Linked DNA regions of Mus musculus: all the other regions are linked to region 5. A link is a contact called in public ChIA-PET, HiChIP or PLAC-seq and promoter capture Hi-C data. All regions are on one chromosome and are shown on one strand. Each heading gives the region's core, a stretch centred on a gene start, on an enhancer-like site or on the middle of the called end of the contact. The rest is flanking DNA. Distances are from core to core; before and after follow the strand shown.

Region 1 (4,110 bases), core at 1,323-3,822, 450 kb after region 5:
AATGGGCACTGGGCATAGGCTTGAGATTTACCTACAAGAAAGCACGCTCAATTTACCACATCAGCAGTGATATGCCTTCATTCCTCGAGGGGCTACTCTACCAACAGACACACAGGCTGACAGGCGGGGTCAGGTTTCAAGGGGTACAGACACGGGAGGCACTGCAATGAGAAACCTAACACAAGTGCTTACTCTTTTTGTAGAGAATCTTCACCCTCTCCCTCTTACTGGCAATGTTCCCTAAAGCCACCTGCACCTTGACCAGACCGTCAGCCACCTGAAAGGAAGCAGAGGTTAATTCCAAGGTATACCACTTGGCTTAACTCAGAAGAACTTGGATGTGATGGTCCATGCCTTTAATCCCAGTACTCCAGAGGCAGATGAAGGCAGATCTCTGTGGGATTTTGAGGTCACCCTGGTTTATATGACAAGTTCCAGGACAGCCAAGGCTATTTAATAAAGTCTGTGGGGGTGGGGTAGAGGGAGGGAGGGAGGGAGGGAGAGAGACATACAGAGAGAGACACAGAGAGAGAGACAGACAGTGAGAGAGAGAGAGAGAGAGAGAGAGAGAGAGAAGAGGGGCTGGCGAAATGGTTAAGTGGGTAAGAGCACTGACTGCTCTTCTGAAGGTCATGAGTTCAAATCCCAGCAACCACATGGTAGCTCACAACCACCTGTAATGAGATCTGACGCCCTCTTCTGGTGTATCAGAAAACAGCTACAGTGCACTTAATGTATAATAAATAATTAAGTCTTTGGGCAGGATGGAGCAGGGACTGAGAGGAGTTGACCAGAGAAAGCAGAGGCCCTAAAATTCAATTCCCAACAACCACATGAAGGCTCACAACCATCTGCACAGCTACAGTACTCACATACATAAAATAAATAAATAAATCAATCTTTATTAAAAAAAAGAGAGAAAGGAAGGAAGGAAGGAAGGAAGGAAGGGAAAAAGGAAGAGGAGAGGAGAGGAGAGGAGAGGAGAGGAGAGGAGAGGAGGAAGAAGGAAGACCTGGAAGAAGGATCCTTATCTCTCTGTAGACTTTCAAGTCTTTGAAGGTCTTTCAACTTTAGGTGCCTTTAATGTGAGAGGGAATGAATCATGCTCTCCTTTGCAGGATAGGGTGTGAGTATTTGTCTGCTTGGGGAGATAATAAACTAATTTAGGCTTTAATGGGGCATCCTTACATACTATATATTTCCTGGTTCCTAACCCCTATATTTGGGCATGATATATGCAAATACCCTCACCCAGGTCTTTCTTAGCTCAAGGCTGGGGAACGAACTGGCTGGCCTAGCTCTAGCCTCATACCCTCCACATCAAGTCTAGTACAGGAGACGGAACACTCTGGGATCCCAAAGACAGTGCAATCCCCATCGTAGAGAATACAGAAGAGAATCAGTTTAGAGGCAGAATACAGTTAGTAGTTAAGGGTTTGAGCTTAAGATGTCTGCGGGATAGCCCAGTGGAGGAGACCAGTAGACAAAGATCAATCGGGTTCTCGGAAAGTCTGAAACAGAGCTACACACTGGAAACATAAAGACGTGAAATGAGTAACTGAAATCACGGCAGTGAACGAGCCTGCCTAGGACTTAGGATTCTAACAGTCAAGAGTCAGCTGGAGCCGGAGGCTGAGGAAATGAACGACTTCACTCAAGGCTTGTGTAAAAGGTGAATACTAATATTTAAGGGACTAACACACAAGGGAAGGCACACAAATAGATGCCAAAGGGGGAGAGTGTTTCGAAAAGTTGGTTCTCAAACTGGAACAGAATGTGCTGGTGACAATTTTACAAAAAAATACAGAGACACATCATTACCTTTGTTCCAGAACATTCTTAATTCTACCAGAAGCGCTCCAGTAAATGGTTTCAACATCGTAAAAAGGGATTTTAGGGCACCTCTAAATTTTTGTCAAAATTCAGACACGATGTTCGCCCACATCTGGACACTTAGGGCTCAATTACTAATCTTCCTTTTCTGGGCCTGCTCAGACCTCACCGCTCACCCTTTGGAGCCTGTAGCACCTGTGCTCTGCCTCCTCTAGGACTCCTGTCTACGCGTAATTCATTTAGCAATTAATTTTGCATGGCTCTAGGATGACACTCCACTGCGGGCTTCAGCTCTTACTGAAACTCCCATTAATCAATTTTTAAATGCGTCTGGTCTCCTTAGAACGCCTGTGAGCGCGCGGAGTTTTTGTGAAAGTTGTCACCGAACCCATCTTAAAAAGGCTTAAGCATCTCCCCCATCCCAATCCCCTCGGGAACGGACCTCAAGGGTCCGATTGGTACCAGGAGGTTCTAGATCTTTGTTATTTATTTCAGAGCCTGGGCTGAGGACGACCTGACAGAAGTGGTAGCATCCGACCCTAGGGCAGGGCCAGTGGACCGCTCCTGTCCCGCTCTGCCCCACAAACGGATCAATAGACCGGACCCCTCACCTTCCTGGAGCCTCGGGTCCCGCCCGGCCCGTACACCCAGCGCTCCAGCTCCTCCACTCGAGACTGTAGCCGCTGCACATCGGTCAGAGCCGCCATCGTTTCTGCAGCCTGGCCGCAGCAACCCGGAACAGCCTGAGGGTGGGACGTCCGCCTAAATAAGAAGACTGGCCAATCCGAGAGCACCGTCACGCCTTGTAGGAAGTGACGTCACTGTTTAGGCTTTGGATGTCGGAAATAACCGATGTCAAAGCAATCTGGTTACCTAGGTAACGTTCTGGGTCCTAGTTCTACCCTGGTTTCCAGGACTTGGTTGTCAAGACTTTTAGTGCTCTAAATCCAAGATTCGAAGAGATTTCCTCCCCTCCCCCATTCCCTGAGAGTTAGCGTATAAATATACCTATTATTCCAAGATAGGTTTATACCCATAGATCAGTAGGCAGCTTCTTGGGAGAGACACCATACATTTTTGGAATCTTTTAAAGATCAAGTGATTTGTACGTAAGCCTCTTGTTGTCAGGACGTACACCCAAACAGTCTGATTTGTGACCGCGCTCTGTGTGGTGGTGCTAGGAGAGAAAGGAGAGACAGAAGGATGACTGTAAGTTTGAGGCCAGCCTGCTCTACACAGTGAGTTCAAGACCAGTCAGGGAACAATGTAGAGAAAGCTTGCTTCCCTTCAAAAAAAAGTGCTCTTCTATTCTCTCAGAGCTTTGTTCTTCTGCTTCCACTTGGACAGCTCAATGTAGTCTGTGGATCCCCCACCTCCCAGACCCAAGCAAGAAGAGGAGGCACAGGAGACACGGGAAGTACAATTTTATTTTCCAGATGCAACCCAAGGGACATCTTCACATTCAAATCCAATCCTTCACCTGCTTCCTGAAAAGGAGCAGAATTGACTCAAAGAGGTGGGGTACCAAAGGTGACACTGACATAGGGGTTACATGACGGAGTGATAGGGGTTCTCGGGGGAAAGCTCTTTGGTAGATGCTGCTGAAATTAGCTAGGGAGACAGTGTCTGCCTTTTACGGTGAGGTAGATGGAACGTAATATAAATCCCTTTGGTGTGGAGGTGGCATGCTGACATCAACCAGGACTGGATCCCAGAGTGGGCGTCACATCCTGAAAGAATCAAGGTAGGAGGGTGCCTTCTCCCCCCCTAAGCAATGATATTGGGACTCTTGGTTCTCAGTAGCTGCTTTCAGGGCAAGGTACTGGAAGGGGGCCCTGTAGAGGGTAGAGGTGGAGGATTGGTTGGACCCAAGGAAGCTGGCACAGGTTGGCGTCGAGCAAAGAGGATACCTGATAAAGGGTATAAGAGATGTAAAATTAAAAAATAAACGAGAGAATGTGGGACTCCCACAAAGCACGGACAAGTCCCTCTGACCAGTGAGAAGCTCCTATGCCGTTGTGGGTAGCTTGAAGTAGGTGCGCAATAAATACTCACAGATCTGTGACAAAGCAGACATCCCATGGCAACCATGCTGCATAGACCATGCTGGGACCCCATGCCTTGTAGACAAACTCTTGAATCCATTTTAATGTAACAATCCTCTAAACCCCCAAGCAAGTTCAGATACTCCTGAACGTCATGCTCATAGAGAAAATCTAAAATCCCCCATGCCAATGAAAAAGCCAACTTCATGCCAATATAGACCCTGTAATTCCC
Region 2 (3,919 bases), core at 1,267-3,766, 480 kb after region 5:
AGCTCACCAAAGAAGCAACAGAACGGGGCACAGTGAGGAGAAGAAGAAAGAGCAGATCAGGTCAAACCAAGAGCACAGTCCTGGCATCAACAGACAAAGACAAACCCCCAGAAAAGGAGGTTTGCAAGCAGTCACAAAATGAGGGCGACGAAGTCATCCATTCACCATCCTAGTCAACAGATGTTTCCTGTGCCCTGGACTGCTCACAACCTGCTTGAGGGTTGGAGGTGAGGTGTCACAGTGGCATCATCGACACAGACCTTGGGAGCAGGTGAGAATCTTTTCAGCAAGTTCATCTGAACACTGCTGCAAGCTCCTTTAACACACTCCACCCGTGCCCCATTGGTCTCAAGAAAGCATCTCTTCTAAACAGCAGTTCCTGATTGGCTGGCATTGTCTGCACCAGCAATCCTTGGTCTCTCAGGCAGTCCTCAATTAGGTCCTCCTGCAGGAGGTGCTTTTGTGGCTGCCTTGACCCCAGCGTTTACATAGAGGTAGCCCTACTGTTCCTGCTACACAGATAACAAAAACTAAACCTTTATATTTGTAATAAGCCTAAGACAGCAGTAGAGCTGGGCATATCAACCCTCTATGGCTATTTTGTCTAAACTAAGGGATGTGACTTGCTAAGTCCCATTTGGGCTGCTCTTACTCCAACTGGTCTGCCCTCATGGCCAGTTCTCAGGATCCTACCCCATAGTGTCTTCTCCCTCTCCTCCCCCCCCCCCCCCGCCTCCTCCTCCTCCCCTCCCCTTCCCTCTCCTCTCCTCCCCATACCCCCCTCTGCTATATACCCTCAAGCTGGGGGAACTGAAGTCCTGCCTATTTCTCTTCTTCTCTCCTGCCCAGCTATAGGCTGTAGGCATCTTTGTTAACCAATCAGGGATAACTTGAGGGGCAAGGATGCATAGCATCACTTGGTATAGATGAGAATGTCCTTGTCTGTGGGAGTGACCAGACCTTGGGAGCCAGTATTTAAAATATTTATTTATTTATTTATTTATTTTATACATATGAGTACACCACCATTGCTTTCTTCAGACACACCAGAAGAGGGCAACAGACCCCATTACAAATGGTTGTGAGCCACTATGTGGTTGCTGGGAATTGAACTCAAGACCTCTGGAAGAGCAGTTGGTGCTCTTAATCCCTGAGCCATCTCTCCAGCTCCCCACCTCCCCAGCCAGTATTTTGCATCATAATACATAGCAACAGACCAAACCTCAACAGCCTAGAATGTTCTATGTAGCCAGGCTACTCATTGATATGCCTGTCTCTGCCCTTCAAATACTGATGGCCTTTTGCTTGTTTTTGAAATTGGCTTCACTATATTGGCCAGGATGGTCTAGAACTTGTGGGCTCAATTGATCTTCTGCTTCAGCTTCTAGAGTAGCTGAGACTATAGGCAAATGCATCACTGTGCCTGGTATGTATGCACAAACGCATACACGCGCGCACACACACACACACATTACTGTCTTTTGGTTTACTTTTTTTTTTTTTTTCGAGACAGGGTTTCTCTGTGTAGCCCTGGCTGTCCTGGCACTCACTCTGTAAACCAGGCTGGCCTCGAACTCAGAAATCTGCCTGCCTCTGCCTCCCAAGTGCTGGGATTAATGGTGTGCACCACCACTGGCCGTTTGGTTTACTTTTATATAGATTGGGCCTTGTTATGTATAACTGCGCAGGCTGAACTTGAACTTGTAAGTTTACTGTCTCTGTTTCTGGAGTGCTGGGATTACAGGTGTGTACCACCACACCCTATACTTACTCAGTTCTCTTTATCTAACCTTATTTCTGCTCCTGAGGCTAGAGGCATAGTTACAGTGAAATACTCACACATCCGGGCAATACCTGAAGGGCCAGGCTGCAGGCTTCATCTATAGTATGATCAAGTTCCTCACCTCCACCCCCTCTCCACAACTTGCATCTTAACCACACACAGCAGCTCCGCAGGTGACCCAGGTCATGAGTTCAGAATGCTGCTGGTCTTTGCACAGGGCGTCTCTATGCTCCACACAGAACCTAGGTGCCTGGCACACGGTTAAGATGCTCAGTAAAAACGATGTCTTCTGAACAGGACAGGGCCTGATGTGCAAACACAAGAACTCACTACACCTGTGGTTACCTGCACAAAACATGAGAATGGACCCATAGAGGTTTCTTACCGGTTTGGGGGGCGGTGCACTCACGAGGCTCCGCCCTTTCTGATGGACTATTGGCAGTTAAAGGCTGCTGGCAGGAGTGTCCTTGAGTGGTGAAGCTGATATGTCATGCTCCAATAAATAGCCCTAATGTCGTGCAAGCAACCCGAATCCGTGGCGGGACGAATGGACACAGCAACCAGTTTTCACAGATGCTCTCCAGAGAAGTAGCTACAATCCGGTGTGCAGGAGAATCATCAAAACAACCTGGGGAAGTGAGCGTGGCGGTCCCGAGCCCCGCCCTCAAGTGGCAGGCTGTGCCCCCACCGTCACGTGTTGGCGACTAGCCAATCATCCAGGGTGGGCGGGGGGAGACATGGAATGGGGCGCTCACCTTGTGTACCTTAGGTCAATTCGTGTGGCCTCACGTCGCATAGCGGAGCCGATCCTGAGCAGCGCCAGCAGGCTTCAGAGGCGGACGCCATGGCAGCGACCTTCCGGGCGAGCGGTAATTGCTGGGCGGCCTGGACCCGCTACGGTGCGGAGCCGAGCCTTCCTTTTCCGTAGGAAGTTCTAGTCCCAGAGTCAAGGTCGGCACTCCTACCCGAGGCCAGGGTGGCGGGCGAGGGAAGGAGGGGCTTGCAGGCCGTGTGGCACGGAAAGCGTTTAACCCTTTAACTCCCCTCCGCCAGCCTATAGCTTCTAGAAACACTGCGCCGACCGAGCGTCCCTGTACTTGGGCCTGCTAGGGCATTAGAGCCACTCGGGGAAGAGAGAGACAGGGAGTTTTGCTGACTGATCCTTGTCTCTCCCCAGAACACCAGCATATTCGCTACAACCCGCTCCAGGACGAGTGGGTGTTAGTGTCGGCTCATCGCATGAAGCGGCCCTGGCAAGGACAAGTGGAGCCCCAGCTTCTGAAGACAGTGCCCCGCCACGACCCACTCAACCCTCTGTGTCCCGGGGCCACACGAGCTAATGGGGAGGTAAGCCCGAATACACAGCCACCAACTGGGATAGGAAAAAAATCCTTCTTCCTTATTACTACCCTTCGCCCACAAGGGGGAGCAGTGCGCCTCCTTTTGGGTCATTTCCGGGCAAGCAATTTTGATCCTTTGAGTGGGGCCTTCCTCGCCCCCGTTGCAGCCTGGATAGCCCTTGAATTCCGTCAGGTAGTATTTCTAGCCTATTCTTGTCAGTAGGTGAATCCCCACTATGATGGTACCTTTCTGTTTGACAATGACTTCCCGGCTCTGCAGCCCGATGCTCCGGATCCAGGTACCCTCAATTTAACCACTGTTGGGGAGAAGGGAGACTGGGTCTGACCCGGGTACCTGTGCTACAGAGAGTAATACTCCTTTATTCCAGGACCCAGTGACCACCCTCTCTTCCGAGCAGAGGCCGCCAGAGGAGTTTGGTAACTTTGGGTTTCCCCTCTTACAACCTCCAGCCCAGGTCTGAAGACGAAGACCTGAGCTTGGGCCCTGCCCTTAGCACCCAATCCACTTCCCTATGTCATTTTTCCCTCACCACCTAGTAAGGTCATGTGCTTCCACCCCTGGTCGGATGTGACGCTGCCACTCATGTCTGTCCCTGAGATCCGAGCTGTCATCGATGCATGGGCCTCAGTCACAGAGGAGCTGGGTGCCCAGTACCCTTGGGTGCAGGTCTGTGAGGGGGAGGTGTAACTTTGGTTTGGGGGAGAACCATTACTGCTTCCACAGGGTATGGTGAGGAGGGGTTGACTTGATGTCTGTGTGACTATTGAATATCTC
Region 3 (3,816 bases), core at 953-3,452, 420 kb before region 5:
AAGAACCTATACTCTGAACAACTATAAACCTGGTTTTCTCTTTGAGATAGGATCTGATGTTTGCTCAGTTTTATAATCAAGGCTTTGGGCAGGCCAGACAAGCCTTCCACCATCTGAGCTATGTCCATGGCTCTGGGGTACTTAACTAATTAATTTGTCTTTTTTCTGCATGATGCTCAGGCAACAACCAAAAATAAAAGCAAAAGGCCCAGACATTCTGTGGTCTGAGGACTCGGTCACTTCCTCCTCTTCTATGTTGTTCAGCGAGCCATCTCCGTGGAAGTCTAAGAAATCGCCACTTCACATCCTCAAACTGTATTGTTGATTACTTGCTGAGTGCCTGCCTACTCTATATACAATCTCAATTAGTCCTAAAAATAGCCCTGTGAGGTAAGCACAGACAAGTCCACTTTATACAACAGGAAGAAACACTATAACATGCTTGAAGTCAGACTAATGTTCTACTTCACTTTCCATAGAACTATTCCTGTTTCCCAAATTAACAACCAAGTCCAAAGTAATTCGATTACTCATGTTTGGCCAATTCCAAGAGGTTCCTCCCAAACTTGATGTGAAAACATTGAAGTAATTATTGGAGACATTGAGCAACAGGCTATAGGAAGGCCTGCTCTGCCAAGGCTTTCCCAGAATGAGACAGAGCTATTAGCACGCTGCCTGCCTGTCTGTCTGTGGGGAGATGGGATTCACTCTGCGAAACATTCTCTAAAACCTGGCACTACCTGTGATCTCCAGTCAAAGTTCTACCCTGGCCAGTCGCCTAGTACTGGGAACACAAACTCATATACTTGCCCCCCTGCCTGGTATCAGCTGGGCAAGTATTTCCAGGAAAGTGCAGCCCCATTGACCGGGTTAATTTTAGCCCTCCAGTCAGTCCCCTGAGTACACAGGCCCTCTGCCCCTGGAGAGGGCCCTGCTCAGTTTGGTTAAGAGGAAGCATCAGGAGGAGGAACTTGGGGTGGGAGACAGAAGGCCCCTTGGTTCAGCACCTACAAACAGGAGGAAATCCCACAATTGTAGCAACTTTCTAAGAGTTCATCCTCATTCTTTAAACTCTTAGTTACAATGTTTCATTTACTTCTTCAAAACAACTCCAAAATACGTGTGGTTTATTATCTCCATTTACCAGAAAGAAACCTTAAAGAGAAAGTTAAGTGGCTTGTTCTAAGGCGGAGTGGAGGGTGGTGGGGAGGGGAGGTGGTTTTCTCACTGTCGGTCTTGTCCTCAGAAGGTTGAAGGTTGCCGGTGTTGCTACTATAGGTAGGGAAGGTTGCAGAGCAGCCTTTTCAGTCTACTCTAAACTGACCCCAACTTCAAACTTCCTGAGTCCTGGGCCAGAACAAGGGTGTCTCCAGGGCCTTGTCTGGTGCTGGGGTAAGAGCCTGGGGGTTTCCCAACAGGGCCCCTGCCTCTTGAGACACCAGCCAACCTCTCTTTGGGTCATCCCAAAGAGGATTAAGCCCTTCTTGGGGATTATGCACTCTGATCAAAACCTGGTGGCTGGCAGTCCTGAAAGAGATCTTAGGATAATATCCCTGGAACCCTACTGAGGAAATCCGAGGAGTCCACGTCCTCAGATCCTGGGTCTTACCGAGCAGCGGGGACTCCTCAGGGCAAGCTGGCAGCGACAACAGTCCAGTGGTGGTGGGCACTGGCAACGAAGACAAGTTGCTCTTCAAGCCGGGGCCAGAAGCTGCACCAGGGCTGGAGTCGAGACCCGGGCGAGGCTTCGGGGAGACGCCTAAAGGAGGCGGCGGCCGCGCACCCCGCGGCCGCTGCTCTCCTGGGGGCTGCTTGCTGGCTGCGGCGCCGTTCGTGCCGCCCTGCAGTGTAGAGGAGACTCCGACCAACTGGGGCAGGCGGCTCAGATCGCGGCCAGAGAGGTAATAGACGAGGGTGACGCCGAGGTGCAGCGCGCAGACGGCCACGAGCAGGCGGCAGGCCCGCTGCAGGGTCGCGCCCGGCATCGCGGCGCTGCCGCCCAGGAACTGCTCACGAAACCTCATCTTCCCGCCGCGGCTTTAAGAGGGGGTGGGCTACGGCTGAGAGGACGGCCCGCCCGCAGGCCGCCCGCCAGGCGCTACCCGACCACAGCGATCGAAGGAGGGGCCGGGGGGAGGGGGCTAGGACCTAGCGCAGCACCGGCCGCCTGCGGCGGAAAGCCGACACCCCTGGCCGCGGGACTTTGGAGAGATCAGCGGGAACCACAAGCGCGGATGAGCAGGGGGCGTGGTCTCGACCTAGGGCGGGGCCTCAACCGGGTTTCGGAAGGCTGTTCGCGGAACCTGGGGGGGCGGAGTCTAAGGGGTGGGGCCGCAAAGCGGGTCTTTTTCGAGAGGGGCGGGGCATGAGGGACAAGGCTCGGAGAGGGGACTGAGGGGCGGAACCTTCAGCCGGGTTTTTCTGGCAGCTAAGGGAGGGCGGAGCTTGGGGGGCAGGCACTAAGGGGCGGGCCCTCGGGAGGTTGGGTTGCAGGGCGTCGCGACACTTGGGGACTAAACGTGGCGCTCCGCCAGCCCCACCGCAGCCTTGGGTTGAGCGGGCATCCCATACCCAGCGGCGCTCAGCTTTTCTTCCTAGCGTTCACCGTGGAGCTTAAGTCTCTCTAAACCAGCTTCTTGTTCAACGAGCTGCTCACCACTTCCTGACGTACCCAGTGACTCGGGTATGGGCCTGGGACAGCAGCTAGTGAGGACAAGAGGACAGGCGGTAGCCTTGGGATAGTGAGAAAATGGAGTGGAGAAAGGTCGTCTAGGAAACCGGCTTCGACGTCCCGCGAGGCCAGCGGACGGATTCTCTGGGGCGTTCCAAAGATCCACTTACCCTAGCTGGGTCCGCCTGCCTGTGAGGGGGCTAAAGTGGAGGAGCTGCTTATTGAGTCCTGCTAGGGAAGTGACCATCTTGCTCTACTCTTACTCCCACATAAGTGTTTGCAGGATTGGGAAACCTCAGGAACCTGCCCAACTTGGTTCTAGGTGCAACATGGCCTCTAGTGCATGCCACATGGAGATGACACATGCTTGTTGGGATGAGACTGGCAGAAAACTGCATTAATTCCTAAGCCTGCGTACAGAACAGCCCGTTGTACACAGCGCTGGAACACAGTCCCCATTTAACAGAATACTGGAATCTAGGCGCGGTCGTGAACACCTGTAATCCCAGACTCTGGTTGCGGAGACAGGAAGAGCCAGAGTTTGGAGCCAGCCCAGACTATGTAGTAAACAAAGATTTCAGTGCCTTGGAGTGAATAAGAATGAATGGCCTGTAAAATCTCACAGCTGATAAGCTGTGGAACTCAGGGCTCCTAAAAACTTTGTCACTGCGCGTTCCTTTACCTAACCTTGTTGATCTGAAAGTGGAAGCTGGAAGATTTAAGCACTTGAAGTCTTGACCCCGAGGCCTCAGACCCATTTATCCTTGAATGTGATGAGAACCTTAAGATGGGGAATGCTAATTCTAGCTACTCCTATGTTTGGAGAGTTTGTTGTTAACCAATATATGCCATGTAATAGGGGTTGTTAACTGTCTCCGATTCATCGATGAGAAAGCAGGCTGAGTGACATTTGGTTGCAATCATAGAAAGTATTTAAAAAAAAAAAAACCACTTGGGAGGCAGGTGCATTTCTGAGTTCGAGGCCAGCCTGTTCTACAGAGTGAGTTCCAGGACAGCCAGGGCTACACAGAAAAAAAACCTGTCTCGAAAAACAAAAGCAAAAACAAACCAAAAAAAAAAAAAAAAAAAGAAAGAAAGAAAAGAAAGTATACTGCTCATCAGGTGACTTCCTGACCGACCCTCTC
Region 4 (4,012 bases), core at 273-2,772, 500 kb before region 5:
TAGTTGCGCTGGAGCCCGGTGGTCCTAAGGGTCTGCAGAGCAAGACCCAAATGACAGGCGCAAGATCACGAGCAACCACGCCCCAGTGCGGTTTATCCCTTCTGCCTGGATTCCTTTGCGGGAGATTTGCGGGAGATGCCGCAGTTTTCAGTGGAGTTTGTTGTCGATTTTGTTTTTCTTCTCCTGCCCAGCCCCCCCACCCCCTCCGCTCCCCAGTGCCTATTCTTGGAGTTTGGTCCCTTCTATCTCTTTCTGCTAGTCCTATTTGTACCCTCTGATTACCTTCCTCCCATCGTCTGCCTTCCAGGAGGCTCTTGCTTCCGAAGGAACCTAACCAGTCACTATGCACCACTGCTTGCCTGTGAGCTGCAGCACTGAGAGCGGCTGAACTGGGAATTCCAGGGTGTGCTGTTAGGAGCTCTCATCATTCCTGAGAGTCAGGTGGTGGGGGTGCAGGCCTTTAATCCCAGTGCTCAGGAGTCAGAGGCAGGCAGGTCTCTGGGAGTTTGAGGCCAACCTGGTCTTGTGCTGTGAGTTCTAGGATAGCCAGGGCAACTGTCTGAAAAATTAAAAATGAAATAAGTTTTCTGAGGATCAAATGAATTATTATTACATGTAAAACATGTTAACCATATCTGGCACATCTAGCACTGAAAAAGAATGTGCCATAGTTATCATTTAAAGCTGTGGAGATAGCTCAGCACTTACAAGCACCCGTGGCTCTTCCAGAGGACCCAGGTGTGATTGCCAGCTCCCACATAGCAACTCGCAACCATCTGTAACCATCAGGCCTCAGGAGATCTGATGCCTCCGACCTCCTGGGCACCTACATTCATATCCACATGTCTAAGGGTTTTTGGTGCTATGAAGAGACACCATGACCATGGCAAACCTTATAAAGGAAAATATTTAATTGGGGCTGGCTTACAGGTTCGGAAGTTTAGTGTATTATTTGTCATAGCAGGAAGCATGCCAGCATGTGGACAGACATGGTGCTGGAGAGGTAGCTGAGAGTTCTACATCTGGATTAGCAGGCAGCAGCAAGAGACTGTGAGTCATGAGCCCAGCTTGAGCTTCTGAACCCTCAAAGCCCATCCCCCCGGGCACACTTCCTCCAACAAGACCACGCCTCCTAATCTTTTCAAATAAAGTCACACTCCCTATGAACATGTGAGAGCCATTTTCATTCAATTAACACACACCTGTACGTGGTTTTAAGACATAATTGTTTTCAATTTTTAAGATGCTGTCAAAGTCTTCCTGCAGTTTCTATTTCTTCTTCTTTTTTTTTGTTCGTTTGTTTGTTTTACGAGACAGGGTTTCTCTGTGTAGCCCTGACTGTCCTGGAACTCACTCTGTAGACCAGGCTGGCCTCGAACTCAGAAATCCACCTGCCTCTGCCTCCCAAGTGCTGGGATTAAAGGCATGTGCCACCACTGCCCGGCCTCAGTTTCTATTTCTTAACACAAAGAGGAAATGAGCACTGTAGGTTCAAACGAGGTCTAAACTGGTCAGTCTGGAGTAAGGGAACACTGTCCTTGTTAACAATCCCAGCTCTCACCAATGAGCTTGCACGCTGTTCCTGTGTCTGCAGGTGGTGGCTGGTTGGTCATCCCATGACCTTCTCCCTTGTCTTAGCCCCCCCTCCCCCAAAACACAATGTGTGGCCCACTGGCCCACTCAGCCTCTGTGATACTAAAGCCACATGAAAAGGTTCTTGCCACAGGCTGGGACTGGAATGTGAGGGTTGTTACCCCACCACTGACTTGCTGGCATTTGTGGCTTCCTGAGGCTTCCCTCTGCTATCCTTTGATCTGGGATCTGAACAAACAAAACCAGGGCACCCGAGCACAGCAGCTTCCTGTACTTTCTCTACAGGGATTTCCCAGAGCTGTCTTTTAAATGGCATCTTTGGCCCTCCTTTCCCAAATTATTTTCTTACAATCTCAAGGAGCTCTGGGGCACAAAATTAGTTCTCAGTCTACACATTTCAGATTTCTCCTTTTCCTTTGGCTAGATGAGGGGAGATTCTGCCCTCATTCCCACTATCCTGCCCAAAGTCTCCGTTTCTCCAATTGCCATGGTAGGTTTGGGGAAGTCCTCTGGCAAGCTCATTGTCAGCAGCAGTGGGGAGACACATAGTCCACGCCTATTGAGTTCTTCTGCAGCCTCAACTCAAATGAAACTGGGTTGGTTTTTTATGTGTTTTGTAAAGACTAGGATGTGTTTTGTAGAGTCAGGGATATGTTTTGTAGAGCGAGGAATGGTGCGGTGGGAGAGGATACCTCAGCAGGCCCATGGGTCTAGTATAGAATAGAGATTATTTGGGGACATGGGAAGGGGAGTTGAGAAGGGAGTAGAGGCAGAGAGAGGGAGGAGACAGAGAAGGAGAGGAGACAAAGGAGAGGGAGAAGGGGAGAGGGAGGGAGGGGGAAGAGAGAAGGTGTGGGAGGTAAGAGAGAAAAGAGAGTCAGAGAATCAGAGGGAGTGAAGGGAAGCCAAACTGTCCCTTTTATAGTGAGTCAGGCCTACCTGGCTGTTGCTAGGTAACTGTTGGGCAGAGCGTAGAAGGAATGCCAACAGTTTTGGTTGAGTTTTATTTTGTTGGATTGTTTTTGTTTGTTGGGTGGTTTGGTTTTTTACCGTAGAGATTTTCAGAATGAGTCAGTATGAAGCAAAGTTGGATTTATTAAAAAGAGATAAAAAATTAGGACAGTATGGACTTAAATCTGAAGTACAGGCAGAAAAAGAGATGGGGAGGGGGCTTGAGTCTCTCAAGCATAGCTAATACATGTGTCTTGTGGCTTTTTCCTTTATTGGAAACACCATCGTGTGTATCTCAGGCTGGACTCAAAATGCTATGGAACCACAGATAATGTTAAACTCCTCATCCCCCAGCCTCACCCTCCTCCTGAGTGCCGGAACTACAGAGAAGCTCTCCCACCCCGGGGCAGGCAGTGCTTGGGACTGAACCCAGACTGCATGCTAGGCAAGCCCTCTGGCAACTGAGCTGGATCCCCGGTCCAGTCTTGTAGCGTTTCAAGTTACATTTTTCTTTTTTTTTTTTTTTCTTTTCTTTTTAAAAAAGATTTATTTATTTATTTAATGTATATGAGTACACTGTAGCTGTACTAATGGTTCTGAGCCATCATGTGGTTGGGAATTTGAATTCAGGACCTCTGCTCACTCCGGTCAGCCCCACTCACTCTGGCCCAAAGATTTATTTATTATTATACATAAGTACACGGTAGCTGTCTTGAGACACACCAGAAGAGGGCGCCAGATCTCATTAGAGACCAGTCGCGCTCTTACCTGCTGAGCCATCGTTCCAGCCCCAAGTTACATTTTTCAAAGGATGTAATTTATAAGCAGGTTCAAAGATTAGGTAAAGCTTAAAATTTTAAGTGCCAAAGTGATGGCTCAGCTGGCAAAGATGCTTGCCACTTTCCTGACAATACTACTTCTATGCTTTGGGCTCACATGATGGAAGAAGGGAGGCTCCAGAGAGTTGCTCTCTGACCTCTGTGAGTACATGCACACACACACACACACACACACACACACACACACACACAAATACAAATTTCAGAAAATATTGAATTGCTGGGTGGGGGTGGGGGTGCATGCCTTTAATCCCAGCGCTCAGGAAGGCAGAGGCAGGAGGATGTCTGAAAGTCAGAGGCCAGCCTGGTCTACAGCATGAGTTGCAGGACAGCCAGAGCTACACAGAAACCCTGTCTTAAAAAATCAAAAAGAAGAGGAAAGAGAAAGGGGGCTAGGGGTGAGGTCGAGGAAGAGGAAGATGAAGAGGGAAGAAGGAAGAAGAAAAGGAGAAGGAGGAAGAGGAGGAGAAAATGTTTAAACACATTTTCTTATTTTTATTTTTTATTTTTTGTTTTTTTGAGACAGGGTTTCTCTGTGTAGCCCGGGCTGTCCTGGAACTCACTTTGTAGACCAGGCTGGCCTCAAACTCAGAAATCTGCCTGCCTCTGCCTCCCAAGTGCTGGGATTA
Region 5 (4,153 bases), core at 1,470-3,969:
GGGATTCTACTTTCTAGATGCATTTATATCATTAAGGGTAAACAAACAGCAAACCTAAAAGGAGGCCAGAAGAGCGTGCCACATGCCTGTCCTCCCAGCCCTCAGGAGACCAGGGCAGGCGGATTTTGAGGTCAGCCTAGCTATGTATCTTGGCTAAAACTTCACCTCAAATGTGCATTCATTGAAATAAATTCACTCTTGTAGCCATGTTCTTCCATCATTTCTCCCAAAACAATAAAATTTACTCAAACTAATACTAAGAGAGACCCCTGATGAGTACTTGAGTCACCTGGAAAGGGAAGTAAACAAAGCAGTTCTAAAGGAAGTTCCCCACGGCAGACCCTGGCTCACCAATCCACATTTAGAGTCCAGAGGAAAGCAGAGCAGCTGGAAGCTGCCCCGAGAGCAATTACCACAATCCTTCCTCATGGCCTCATCTCTGCCATGTTACTACTTCCACCCATATTTCAAACAAAACAATCTCCCTCTCTCTGAAATGTTTAGTTTTTGAAAGTCAGAGGCAGCAAGGAAACAAACGGGGGAGGGGTCAGAAGTGTGGGAAACATAAAGGTCACCCACTGGGAGTGAGGGGAGGATCAATTACAGAACTTAAATGACCCCTAAGTAGGAAAAATCAGGCAGGAACATAATGACAGCAATCAAGTGTAGAATGGGAAACTAAACCTTTGCCCAGTAAGACAAATCTCATAGCAACTGGAAAAGGGCCCTAGCCAAAAGGCCCTGAAGGCAGACAAGATATATTGGACCACCTCCAAAGAGTAGAATTTCTCTCCTAAACTAGGTAAAGAGCACACCAAAGAACCATCCCGATGTCTAAGCTACACTACAGGAGAACTTAGGCATGATAGCCACCTCCCCTCTGTTGGTTTATTTACTGTTTTAGTGTTGGTTATTTGAAAAACCAACTCTTAAAAAAAGAACAGGCACCAGATGGTGGTACCTCATGCCCTTAAGCCTGGCACTCGGGAGGCAGAGACAATCTCTTGAGTTCAAGGCCAGCCTGGTCTACAGAGCAAGTTCTAGGACGGTCAGGACCACACAGAGATCCTTTCTTGAAAAACTTAAGGGAGGTTAAAAAAAAAAAAAACTAAACAACAACAAAAATAAACAATTCAGAGGGCGTATTAGCATGCCCATTAATAGGAGAAAAAAAAAGAAAAAAAAAAGCTTAAAAACTTTACAATAGAAGATATAAATATAAACACTATTCACTGAAAGAGAGAGAGAGAGAGAGATCATTGTAACCAGGCACAGTAGTGTTTGACTGTAATCCATGCAAACTGAAATCCCAGCATAGAAAGACTGAAGCAAGAGGTGCATGGTGACTCATGCCTTTAATCCCAGTGCTTGGGAGGCTGATGCAGGTGGATCTCTATGGGTGCAAGGCCAGCCTGGTCTACAAAGCAAGTGGGGGACAGCCAAGGTTGTAACATGAAGAAACCCTGTAAAAACTATCGAGCGAGCGAGCGAGCTAGAGAGACTGAGACAAGAGGCTCTCAAGTTAAAAGCCAGCCTTGGCTAGGTAGTGCAACCCTCTCTCAAAAACGCCCTCCCAAAAAAAGGCATGCTCTTCAAATAAATGATCTCTGGGTACCTCATAGAATCACCTAAAAGCTCCAATTGTTACTGTACACAATTGCTGGAGAAAAGTAAAGAGTAGGCAGACTATGCACCTTGGAAATAAAGTAGAAAGGCGTATTAGTGGTAGTAAACTACGAGATTATGTTAAAGCAAAAAACTGCAGGAAGACTTCCAAGACCAACCCAAAGAGAAAACACGAATCCTAAGTGGTGACAGTTGACATGCCTGGGTAACTAAACCTGAAAATGCAGGGGGGAAGGTGGGAGAGCTGACTATGCCTGGGTAACTAAACCTGAAAATGCAGGGGGGAAGGTGGGAGAGCTGACTAGGAAAACTGAGCTGGAACGCACCAGGCTAAAGAATTTGTTTGAATTTCTAACAACGCTTTACAGTTCACAAGCACTCTTACCTCACCTTAAAGAATAAATAAACTATGACACCACCAGACTTCAATAGGGCATGAAGAGGAAACTCACAGAGTTTCAACTAACACCAAAGACCACAGTAATGAAAAGTAGTAAAATTGAACTATGCCTTCAGATTAAGTGGGGAGAGACTAGAGCGCAGAAGTTGGGCACTAAGACCAGTCCCAGGACAGGCGCCAGACTAGAAAGCTGAAAGGTGGTCCGGATGGGGCGACAGCGTGGCGGAGGAGCTCCTGCCAACGTGCAGGGACCGAGGTGGGAGAGAAAACCACACCCTCCAGGATAAAAACCCAAAGGGGGGGGAGGGGAAGGCGCCCCCTGGGGCTGGGTGGGGCCGGCCAACTAGGATGGGGGGTGGGGGGTGGAGCAGGAAGCACAGGGCAACCTGAGCGGGAGAGGAAAGAGAGTGCTCAGGCCTGGACACACTACGGAAACATGAAGCCAGCGAGGGAAGCTCGGCCCGATCCACCCGAGTAGACGCTGGGGCATCCCAAAGGGGGCTGGGAGTTCAGAAGACCTTAGCCCAGGTCCAGAAAGCATACACTGCAAGGTTCAGGGCCCTGGGAGGCAGGATGAAGGGGACCGGGTGACAATTACCGCTGCTGCTCTCGTTGGACTCGGGACCCGCCGCCGCCGCCGCTCGTTACCTGCCAATGTGCCTCTTACAAAGCGGCGGCGGCGGCAGAGGCGGCCCTGCCCGTCACGTGATCCCTACGTCACGGGAGAGGGTGGAGCCAGTACTTGAAGATTGAACGGGGTTACCCGGCTGGCTAACACAGCTCTGGGAGCTGAGCGAGAGGAACTATGTGGAGGCGGCGGAGATGGTGACATTGCTTGTGGTCAGAATTTCAGGGTCGTACTATCCGCCGCCTATAGAGAACCCACTATTAAAGCGTGCGGTCGCGCTATGATGACCTCAGAAACACTGCAAGATGCTCGATGCGTGCGGCTCTTTCGTCACGTGACATGGTGCAGCCACTCAAAGCAAGCCTGGCTTCTAGACGTTTTGAGGGCGAACTACAACTCCCAGAGTGCTGCGCGGCAAAGGCACTCTCTACGACCGCCTTTTCTCAGCGTGCTCCTAAGTACAACTCCTGATTCTGACTTATTCGAGCATCTTATGGCTAGCTTCCGAGTTAGTACCAATGGGTGCCACCTGCCAAGCGAACCAGCGTGGTTCCTGCTGGGAGGTGTAGTTCTGGCGGAGAGTGGGTCTAGCTCCCACGTTGCGAGGCTGGCGCTCCGCCCTGCCCTCTGCGCGGGAAAACGCCAACCGCCAGCTGCTGAGCCAGACACCCAGAACGTCCTCGGCTGAAGGCCACGAGACTTCAATGTAGTCAAATGTGGACTGCTTTCTGCATTCCCAACTCTCTTCTGCAGGAAACAACTACCATTCCTTGAACGCCAACGGGATGTTAGAGGTGTTCTAGCCCAAAAGGCTACTAGTATCGGACCGGTTTTGCAAATAGGAAAGGAAAAGTTATTTTCTGGCATAAGAAACCTAAATCAGGTTTTCCTTGTTGAGAAGTTACCTGATCCACCTCTTAGTAAAGATGTTAACCTCAGGAGATTAAGCAAAAGTAATGGAGTTTTGTTGTTTTTTGATTTTTTGAGACAGGGCTTCCCTGTTTTGGAACTTGCTTTGTAGACCATACTGGCCTCAAACTCACAGAGTGCTGGGAGTAAAGGCACGTGACACCACAGGCCGACTCAAATAAAGATTAATCACTAGCATATCTTTAAAAAATAAATAAATAGATAGATGTTGCGCTGGAGAGATGGCTCAGTGGTTAAGAGCACTGACTTCTCTTCCAGAGGTCCTGAGTTCAATTCCCCGCAACCACACGGTGGCTCACAACCATCTGTAATGGGATCCAATGACCTCTTCTGGGGTGTCTGAAGACAGCACAGTGTACTCACATACATTAAATAAATAATTTTTTTTTAGATGTTTAAAACACTTTAACTCCAGCCCAGACTAACCTAGCCTTATTGTGCAGTACATGGTGACCGCTAACTCTCAGCAGTCATCCTGCCTTGGTCTCCCAAATGGTGGTATTTCAAGGATTATAGACAAGAGTCACCCACCATGCCTGATTAATATGTATTTCAAATATATACATATA
Region 6 (3,752 bases), core at 222-2,721, 360 kb before region 5:
AGATATATATATTGATATTGTCAGTCAGTTGTCCCCACTTCATGGTATCAAAAAAGGAGGTAGAGGTGACAGGCTCGTCAGGATCCAAGTTTAGTTCCCAGCACCCCTATGAGATAGCTCAGTCACCTGTAACTCCAGCTCCCGAGGATCTGATGCCCTCTTCTGAGCTCCACGGGCATCTGCACTCATACATGTGCAAACCCACACACAAGCACACAGACACATATGTAAGAAAAAAATGTTTAACACATTAAAAAAAAATAAAAGCAAGTTTTAGGGGCTGGAGAGGGCTTGGTTAAGAGCGCTTGTTGCTTTTGCAGGGGATCTGGGTTTGGTTGCCAGCACCGACCTGCATAGGGTTTTACAGCCAGGGGATCCAGCACCCTCTTCTGTCCTTTGAAGGCACCAAACATACGCATGGTGCCCACATATACATACAGGCAAAACACTCATACTCATAAAATAAAAATAAATCTTTTTTTTTTTTCGTTTTTCGAGAGGGTTTCTCTGTATAGCCCTGGCTGTCCTGGAGCTCACTTTGTAGACCAGGCTGGCCTCGAACTCAGAAATCCGCCTGCCTCTGCCTCCCGAGTGCTGGGATTAAAGGTGTGTGCCACCATGCCCGGCAAAATAAATCTTAAAAAATCCTTTTAAAAAGCTTTTCGGGGACTGGAGAGATGGTTCAGTGGTTAAGAGCATTGACTGCTCTTCTGAAGGTTCTGAGTTCAAATCCCAACAACCACATGGTGGCACAACCATCTGTAATAAGATCTGACACCGTCTTCTGGTGTGTCTGAAGACACCTACCATGTACTTATATATAATAGTAAATAAATCTAAAAAAAAAAGAATTTAAAAAAAAGTTTTTCAAATTAGTTCCCTTTACCTTATTCCGCACTGTCTGCCGTCTCCACCACTGTCCCCAGGGGAGCCCTAGGATAGGAGCTGAGCCAGAACTATCACCTTTGTGTGGGCTCCTGTCTCAATACGTTGAACGGGAACTGGGGTTGATCAGCAGAAAAGCGTTTGCCCAGGACTGCCAAGACACAAACTCAGTCCTCAGCAGGAGAACCAAACACTTATGTGAGGTCCAAAGTGGCCGAGGCATCCATGACTCTCTTCCCCTCTCCCTGTCTCCTGCTGTGCCCCCTACTTTCATCCCCTGTTGTCATCTGTTTCTGTGTTTCTCTCTGCTTCCTCTCCCTCCCACTTCTTGCTTTAATAGACACATGGTGGCAGCTTTGCAACCTGTCCAAACCCTTTTTGCTTGCTCTGGACACCTGCCAGCCCCAGCTCTGCCCTAGGGCCCAGCGTTATATCACCACAAAGTCAGCTTTGAGCCTTGAGCAGGCCCTTCCCAGGTGTCAGGATGAAGAGATTAACGGGGTGACACTGTAGCTGCCAACTGGTCACAGATAAGATAAGAGTGGAGATCAGCACAATAAATAGGTCCCAACCTCACTGTCAGCCCGGCCCACACTTGACTGCAGTCACATAGCTCACAAGCAGCATGGCTATGCATCTGTGGCTGGTCACCCTGACCTTGGTTCCCCTCCTTGGCATGGACAGGGGTGAGTGGGCAGAACTTGGTCTCTCTGAAGCTTGATCTTAGGGGGTGAGCTTGGGTGTGGGGGCAGAGGCAAGGCCAGGAGCTTCCTGTGAGGCCTGGCCTTTCTGCATAGCTCTTCTGTCTGTATTCATCCTACCATAGTAGGCAAAACACTGGGAGAAAAGGGATGGGTTCAGTCCTGACTCTGGACCAGAACCTGCCAAGTTCTCATCCCTTGAGTCTGTAAAGTAGGATGCCATTTCAGTTTGAAGATGTCTTGAGCAATTATGGACTGGAGGCTGAGAAGATAGAAGGAACAGTCAGGCCCCAGGTTGACTGTGGGGTGGTGAGTGCTAAGAGAGACTTGTTCCAGGCCCTCAGGGCCCTGTTCTGTTTTGACAAGGTGCAGTAGGGGACCCAAGACAACCACTTAAGCATATAGTGGGGGCCTTGGGTGGTTAGACATATACCAGAGGTGGACTTCCTCAAGGCCAGGAGCATCTCAGCAGTCTCGAAACTGCTGTCAGATACTTTTCTTGTCCTTTAACATAGAAAGGAGCAGAACAAGAAAAGCACCGTCCCTACAGATCTTAAACTTGGTGTGTGGGTGGGTGATAGACAATGAATAGTGTACAAGAATATGGCAAAGGCTAAGAAAAGCATGGAGCTGTGTGATGTGGGTTGGGAGGGAACTGCAGTGTTAAATCAGGGAGGGGGTGTCTCTTAGATGCAGGTTTGGGGAGAGCTTGAAGAAGGTGAGGGGGTGAAGGTATTTTGGACAAGAATGTTCTGGTGGAGGAACCAGCCAATACAAGGGCCCTGAGGTAGAAGCATGTTAGAGTGTTTGAGGTGCTGTGTGGCTGTAGGGGGGTGAAGGGCATGGTACAGAGAAAGAAGACAGGAGAGGAGGGGAGGGGGATGGAAGGAATGGAAAGGTGAGGTGGGGAGAGGCAGCTGAGAGCTATGTTAGACAAAGTCTTGGGAGCCAATGTGAGAACCTTTTCCTCAGAGTGAAGTGGGAGCCAGTGTCAGGCTTGGAGTGGAGTTAAACCTTTAAAGAATGTTCTAGCTTGTATGGTGAGGACAAACAGAACAGGGAAGCAGAGAAGCCCATTGGGATGAAGTAGGCAAGAGTCACATTATAAAGCAGTGTGCAGCAGGACCGTAGGGCCATTGACTCCATGCCCCACACTGCACTGCACCTCGTGCTGGTCACATCTGGGAGCTGGGTGATTAGGAAGGAGCCTGCAGTCTCTGGTCAGACACAGGCTGCCTTCCCCCATGCCTGTTCCCCATTTCCCAAGCACCTCCTCCTCCAGTGGGAATGTTAAGCAGCCTGCCTTGAAGGTCCTTGTACACATTTCAGATTCCAGCCTTGGTTGAATGATGAAGGGTGCACCTGGGTCAAGGCAAGGGTGCCTGGGGTTAAAGACAATGTTTCACACCCCTAGGAAGCAATTCTGACTGTGTAAGGTTCTGGATTCTCCCGCAACACACTTCAGGGCTCAATTCCTGAATATTCACTGGATGAGGCATTGATGGGGAGTCACAGGGAGCCCCAAGAAACACGAGTTCATAGGGAGGCAGGGGTGGCCCAGTGAGTGAGACAACATTTGTCTTTGTGACAAAGCTCAAATCCAGGTTTTTTCAAGGAACTGTGGGGGACCACTGTAGGGAAAGCTTCTGAGCCTTGGGAGGATGCATGACCACATAGGAGGAGACTGGGGGTAGGGCCTAAGATGCTATGACCTCATAGAAGGAGACTGGGGGGTGGGGCTTGAGATGCTATGACCTCATAGGAGGAGACTGGGGGTGAGGCATCTCAGGCAGCAGGTCTGCAGGAGTCAGGGAAGCCACTGCTTCAGGACAATGAGCAATGAGGGACCCTTGCGTCCTAGGGACATTGAGGACTATAATAGATAGCAAGGCCTAGAAGCAAGGCTGGAGGGGGGGGGGGTCAGTTTACACAGGCCCTGAACATGTAACTGTGGAGTGCTGGTTCAGAGGGAGCTGAGGGACAGTGATAGGAGCCAGAGAAGGGGCATCCTGCCTTTTAAATGTTTGACATTTCTGTTCTGCTATATAGCTGGGTCTCACCTGGGATTTCTAATCCTTCTGCCCGCCCCCCAAGCTAGGATTATAAGACCTCCACCACCAGGCTTACTCAGCCTTTGTAAACGCTTTTCTCTCAATAGTTATCGGC
Region 7 (4,127 bases), core at 874-3,373, 450 kb before region 5:
GAAAGAAATAACAGCTAGTGTTTATTAAGTAGTCAAGGGCTTCTGTGGCCTGCCCATGATCACAGACTGGGAAGTGGCTCTCCAGGTTATGGGGCTCACTTACAGCCCTGGATACCAGGCTTTGAGAAACATGCCAGGAAGAGGATACATGGCCTCAAGAAGAGCTGTTGTGGCCCAGTGGGAGGACATTATTGAACTTAGGAATCTTACCTGGGGCTTAGTTGCAACCCAGCGTTATTCATGTGACCAGTTCTTCTCTCTACTTGTCCCTGACTCAGAGCAGAATTTTTTTTATCCCTGCCCTCTGGGGTCTAGGCAAGCTCTAGAGAACAGTGACAGGGTAGTACACTGTTTCTCCTCTTTGCTTCAAGGCTGACACTCAAAGCTAAGGACCCGTGGATGCTAGGCAAGCATTCTACCACTGAGTGACACCCCCAGCTCCTAAAAAAGAGTCCTTTTCTGATACTAAGGTACAAGTGGGGGAGAAAGAGAACGGGGAGTTCCTATCTCAGGGAAAGTAAGGAGGAAGCAGACGGCGGGTAATTTAGGGTTGTTTTCTCCAAAACGTGACTCACAGGACACTCATCACTGGAGATGATTCTTGGAAAATAGCTGTCTAGACTAGCTAAGGAAACACTTCCGGAGGTCACAAGGTGTCAGTACATGGAAGATTCTAGAACAGTGAGATCTGCCTTCCTCACACATTTAGGAACTCCTGTACTAGATATATCGGGGCACAGCCTTCTCTCCTTCCTCTGAGCTTCAAAAGCATTAAACAGTCACCATCCATCCAATCACACCATTTTGTTTGTTTTTTGAGACAGGGTTTCACTGTGTAGTACCGGCTGTCCTGGAACTCGATCTGTAGACCAGGCTGGCCTCAAATTCTCTGCACTTGCCTCTGCCTCCAGAGTCCTGGGATTAAAGGCATGCACCAAGAACTTAAAAATATTAAAGAAATTAAGTAAAAAACGAAAAACATTACTTTTCTTCAGTATGCTTAATGAGCACAACTGTTTTCCCCATGAATATAACTTTGGTTTTTCAAGTTTGTCCCCAATACTGAAATTCATGTATATTCTGTAATCTAGGTGTGTTGATGAGTCTGACTTACCTGCCTAGGTGCCAAGTTTCATTAAAATGTGTTTTTGGAAAGACTGCCCCTTTACTTCAACATACATTTTGAGCCCCCCCTTTTTTTTTGCTTCTATCAAAGTCAGGGGGCTTTATGTTGCATTAGGGAAGCTAGGATATCTGAGGGCTGCCTCAGTTGCTACAGGGATGTTTAAAGAAGTGTAAGATGCCGCCACCTTGAAGCTTCCAGCCCACACTAGGTAGATGAAGACTTTGCTACAAAGCAGTTTGTTTACAATTTAAAATAGCCTGTGAGCCAGGTGGCAGAGGTGCACACCTTTAATCCCAGCACTCAGGAGGCAGAGGCAGGTGCAGAGCTCGGTGAGACTGAGCCAGCCCAGTCTACAAAGTGAGCTCCAGGACAGCCAGGGCTACACAGTGAGACCCTGCCTCAAAAGAACCTTTAAAACGCTTTAGATCTATTTGAATCTGGGTTGTGGTGATAGAGGCTGGCTAAGTTTTCAGCTTGTATCCTAAGCAGATGAGAGCCTGACACACACAATCTGAGGTACAGCAGGAAACTCAGCCTAGTCCATATCACTCTCTGAGGCTCTAGAATAGGACTCCCCCAGACTTCTCACCCATGGCTGGCTGTAGAGACATACATGGTCTCTTATGGATGGTCCCTGAAGAATGATACTGACCACCCAGCTGGATAAATTTCAAAGTTGCCAAAAAAAATCTGAAACAAAAATGGATTGTTTTGGAATTATTATTATTATTATTATTATTAGTAGTAGTAGTAGTAGTAGTAGCAGCAGAAGAGGAGGAGGAGTAGGAAGAAAGCTAGAGTAGCCTAAAAATGGTAAATAATCAGTGTTTTACTTTGCGATCATTGGAGATATCTTTTTCTTTCATTTTTGCTGGAAGTTTACTTTTAAAAGGCCAAGCACACCGTATCTATTTCTCTTGGCTAACAGAGCTATATCAACAAGCGAGCATACCGCTTGGCACTTAGCTCGCTGCACTGTTTAAAGGACAGCAACAGTGACAGAGTTGACACATCCTTGTAGACCGAGATCACTCCCTTCCCTCGGCGCTCACTGAGCACACACTTGTGTGCCTGCGTTCTACCTCCCTTGTCCCACTTCCCAAACCTCACCTGATTGATGACGTAGATGCCATAGTCGAGTTGCTGGCGCTGAAGGATGGGATGCAAATAATACAGCCAGTATTTGAGATGCTCCTGCCGGTTACGGAATGGGATGATGATGGCCACCTTGTGAGGAGAGACACAGTCCTTGGGGGAGTAACGGCCGCCCGTCTTTATCTCTGGGTTCTTCTTTGCCAAAAGCTCCAGATCCACAGCAATATTAAAGTCAATCAGCATGGGGCCAACTAGAGAGGGGGAAGGAAGAAGTTAGCCAGCCACAGGGCCTCTCTGCCGCAGACTGCATTAGCTGACCAGACCACAGCTACAGAGGGGACAGTTCCTCCTGGAAGAAGGGTGACACAGGGTGATGTAGAAAAGGCATTCATGCCCAGCCCTAGTGTGATCAGTCACTTCAGGAAACTCCCAGAGCTGGGGTACTGCGGTACAGACCGGTGAGCACAGATGAGAAAACACTTTCTCAGAAAATCCCGAGCTCTGCCACCTGCCATCAGTGTGGTTTTAGACATACGACTACCACGGCTCTTTCTAAACCTGATCTAACTGGGGAAAGGGAAGGAGCAGGTGTGGTGTGGGCGAATCACCGTAGAGGAAATCAGATTCAAAATGAAGACAGCAGGGGGGGGGGGGAATAAAAGGGACTCAAAAGAGAAGGCTGGCGGTCATAAGATCCCAGAGGAAAAGGAGGGGACACAAAAAGAACAAGCTAGAAAGATCTAAAGAAGAAAAAAAAAGCTTAGAAATAGTGGCCAATAAAGTATCGGTATGAATTGAGGCTAGGATGGCTCCAGAGTTCCTGTCCAGGAAGAAGAAGTCAGAGAAATGGGTCAGTAAGAAAGTGGTTGGCTCAAAAGACTCAGGGACAGCAGATTCTGACATGGTCAGGGACAGAGGGAAGAAAAGACCCTGTGGAATGCACAAAGTGGTCCAGGCAGAGACCCAAGATTGCAAGCCCAGGCTCACAATACTCTATGCTCCCTGGACATCTTCAATATAGGTTCCAGAAACATGAGTCCCAGCAAGATGCTCCGTAGAAAAACTATGCTCAGGACAAGTCAGGATGGGAGCCGCGCAGATTAAATCCTGCTTCTGGAACGCACACAAGGGCACTGAAAAAACTGTGCGGCCAAGAAGCCCCTCAAAGTTCTCTACCTCACCACTGCCTAACTATATCATCGCTGAACTGATGTTGTCATTTGGGGAACTGTTATTCTGCGGTGGCCAGCTTTACATGTCAAACAAACCAGGCACTAGAACACAGGGAGGAAGCCACAGAAGGTGGGACAGATCAGTCACCTGAAATACACGAAGGACAAACACTCACTTCTGTCCACCCCTCTGCAGGTTCCAATCTGTCCTTTTTATTAAAAAGGAAGAGGAAGAAGAGGAGGAGGAGGAGGAGCTCCTCACATGCCCAGGGAGGAGCTGCCTCCCTAAAATCTACCTCTTGCAAAGGAAGCCATGAGCCTGTCCCCTGTCTGTAAGCATTTCTTGACAGCTGCCACCTTCTCTCCCGTTCCTGGGATCCTTCTCAATCTTATGTCCCTGCTCCTTCACCACAGGACCTGTTCCCATTAGTTCATTCTCTTCTGAGACACAGTTCTGATCAACTCTCCTTCGTGGTGAAAGCTCTGTGACCTGGCACAAAAGGAGGCCAAGGGCCTTGAACAGGCCCACACCGTTCAAGCCATCTTCCCTGGTTTGGTTGCCTATTTCCTTAGCCGTCCCCACTTCCTTGAACCAACTAACTTTTGCGTTGACAGGCAGGCCTTCATCCTTTGACTTTCTGGAGAAACACAGAGCTTAGGCAAGGAAGGACACAGCCTCTAACTCAAAAGGGCTGTGTCCTGAATCCAGATTGTGACCTCCCTTTTGGAGGTCA

What was found. Promoter capture Hi-C pulls out the DNA fragments that hold promoters and counts their contacts. ChIA-PET counts read pairs in DNA pulled down with a chosen protein or histone mark. HiChIP or PLAC-seq counts read pairs in DNA pulled down with a chosen protein or histone mark. Capture Hi-C pulls out chosen DNA fragments and counts their contacts.
Region 1: a promoter capture Hi-C map of adipose tissue shows a contact between it and region 5. The contact joins the promoter of Dctn3 here to the promoter of Ubap2 in region 5. A contact is called at or near these places in 9 of 39 promoter capture datasets (the C10 cell line, cranial neural crest, embryonic stem cells and 5 more), 1 of 484 Hi-C or Micro-C datasets (CD4 T cells), 5 of 115 datasets of contacts at active chromatin or transcription factors (bone marrow-derived macrophages, craniofacial prominence, epiblast stem cells and 2 more) and 2 of 9 other capture datasets (adipose tissue and liver).
Region 2: a contact with region 5 is called in a FOXA1 HiChIP or PLAC-seq map of pancreatic cancer cells. The contact joins the promoter of Galt here to the promoter of Ubap2 in region 5. A contact is called at or near these places in 6 of 39 promoter capture datasets (cranial neural crest, hippocampal neurons, liver and 3 more), 1 of 115 datasets of contacts at active chromatin or transcription factors (pancreatic cancer cells) and 1 of 9 other capture datasets (adipose tissue).
Region 3: a contact with region 5 is called in a promoter capture Hi-C map of neural stem cells. The contact joins the promoter of B4galt1 here to the promoter of Ubap2 in region 5. A contact is called at or near these places in 6 of 39 promoter capture datasets (cranial neural crest, frontonasal cranial neural crest, liver and 3 more), 1 of 484 Hi-C or Micro-C datasets (erythroblasts), 3 of 115 datasets of contacts at active chromatin or transcription factors (embryonic stem cells, microglia and pancreatic cancer cells) and 1 of 9 other capture datasets (liver).
Region 4: a promoter capture Hi-C map of cranial neural crest shows a contact between it and region 5. The contact joins the enhancer-like site here to the promoter of Ubap2 in region 5. A contact is called at or near these places in 11 of 39 promoter capture datasets (3T3-L1-derived adipocytes, the C10 cell line, cranial neural crest and 7 more) and 4 of 115 datasets of contacts at active chromatin or transcription factors (effector CD8 T cells, embryonic stem cells, memory CD8 T cells and 1 more).
Region 6: a contact with region 5 is called in an HNF4G HiChIP or PLAC-seq map of pancreatic cancer cells. The contact joins the promoter of Spink4 here to the promoter of Ubap2 in region 5. A contact is called at or near these places in 6 of 39 promoter capture datasets (cranial neural crest, hematopoietic stem and progenitor cells, liver and 2 more) and 1 of 115 datasets of contacts at active chromatin or transcription factors (pancreatic cancer cells).
Region 7: an RNA polymerase II ChIA-PET map of memory CD8 T cells shows a contact between it and region 5, with 359 read pairs. The contact joins the enhancer-like site here to the promoter of Ubap2 in region 5. A contact is called at or near these places in 4 of 39 promoter capture datasets (cranial neural crest, liver, maxillary cranial neural crest and 1 more) and 2 of 115 datasets of contacts at active chromatin or transcription factors (effector CD8 T cells and memory CD8 T cells).

What each region holds. Positions count from the first base shown.
Region 1 is chr4:41,720,591-41,724,700 of GRCm38.p6, forward strand. It overlaps Dctn3 (dynactin 3), which reads right to left and starts at 2,573. Exons shown (of 7, transcript NM_016890.4): 1 at 2,445-2,573; 2 at 193-277. The coding sequence starts at 2,540. Arid3c (AT rich interactive domain 3C (BRIGHT-like)) reads right to left here. Exons shown (of 8, transcript NM_001017362.2): 8 at 3,246-3,743. The coding sequence ends at 3,643.
Region 2 is chr4:41,753,001-41,756,919 of GRCm38.p6, forward strand. It overlaps Galt (galactose-1-phosphate uridyl transferase), which reads left to right and starts at 2,517. Exons shown (of 11, transcript NM_016658.4): 1 at 2,517-2,652; 2 at 2,961-3,130; 3 at 3,347-3,422; 4 at 3,513-3,561; 5 at 3,682-3,811. The coding sequence starts at 2,628. It overlaps Gm42274 (predicted gene, 42274), which reads right to left and starts at 2,772. Exons shown (of 2, transcript NR_155499.1): 1 at 2,169-2,772.
Region 3 is chr4:40,851,782-40,855,597 of GRCm38.p6, forward strand. It overlaps B4galt1 (UDP-Gal:betaGlcNAc beta 1,4- galactosyltransferase, polypeptide 1), which reads right to left and starts at 2,203. Exons shown (of 6, transcript NM_022305.5): 1 at 1,610-2,203. The coding sequence starts at 2,024.
Region 4 is chr4:40,775,564-40,779,575 of GRCm38.p6, forward strand. Gm34213 (a long non-coding RNA gene) reads left to right here. Exons shown (of 3, transcript XR_390479.3): 3 at 965-1,213. It also overlaps the pseudogene Psenen-ps. Among named protein-coding and RNA genes, the nearest start is that of Gm34213, 4.6 kb to the left of the region's middle. Within about 2 kb of position 1,523, at least 65 of the 459 cell types and tissues checked have an H3K27ac peak or open chromatin away from gene starts, as enhancers often do. A contact at or near this core is called in memory CD8 T cells, where this site is marked.
Region 5 is chr4:41,272,416-41,276,568 of GRCm38.p6, forward strand. Ubap2 (ubiquitin-associated protein 2) reads right to left here and starts at 2,720. Exons shown (of 29, transcript NM_026872.1): 1 at 2,625-2,720.
Region 6 is chr4:40,918,585-40,922,336 of GRCm38.p6, forward strand. Spink4 (serine peptidase inhibitor, Kazal type 4) reads left to right here and starts at 1,472. Exons shown (of 4, transcript NM_011463.2): 1 at 1,472-1,571. The coding sequence starts at 1,511.
Region 7 is chr4:40,821,203-40,825,329 of GRCm38.p6, forward strand. It overlaps B4galt1 (UDP-Gal:betaGlcNAc beta 1,4- galactosyltransferase, polypeptide 1), which reads right to left. Exons shown (of 6, transcript NM_022305.5): 2 at 2,237-2,472. Among named protein-coding and RNA genes, the nearest start is that of Mir5123, 27 kb to the right of the region's middle. Within about 2 kb of position 2,124, at least 80 of the 459 cell types and tissues checked have an H3K27ac peak or open chromatin away from gene starts, as enhancers often do. A contact at or near this core is called in effector CD8 T cells, liver and memory CD8 T cells, where this site is marked.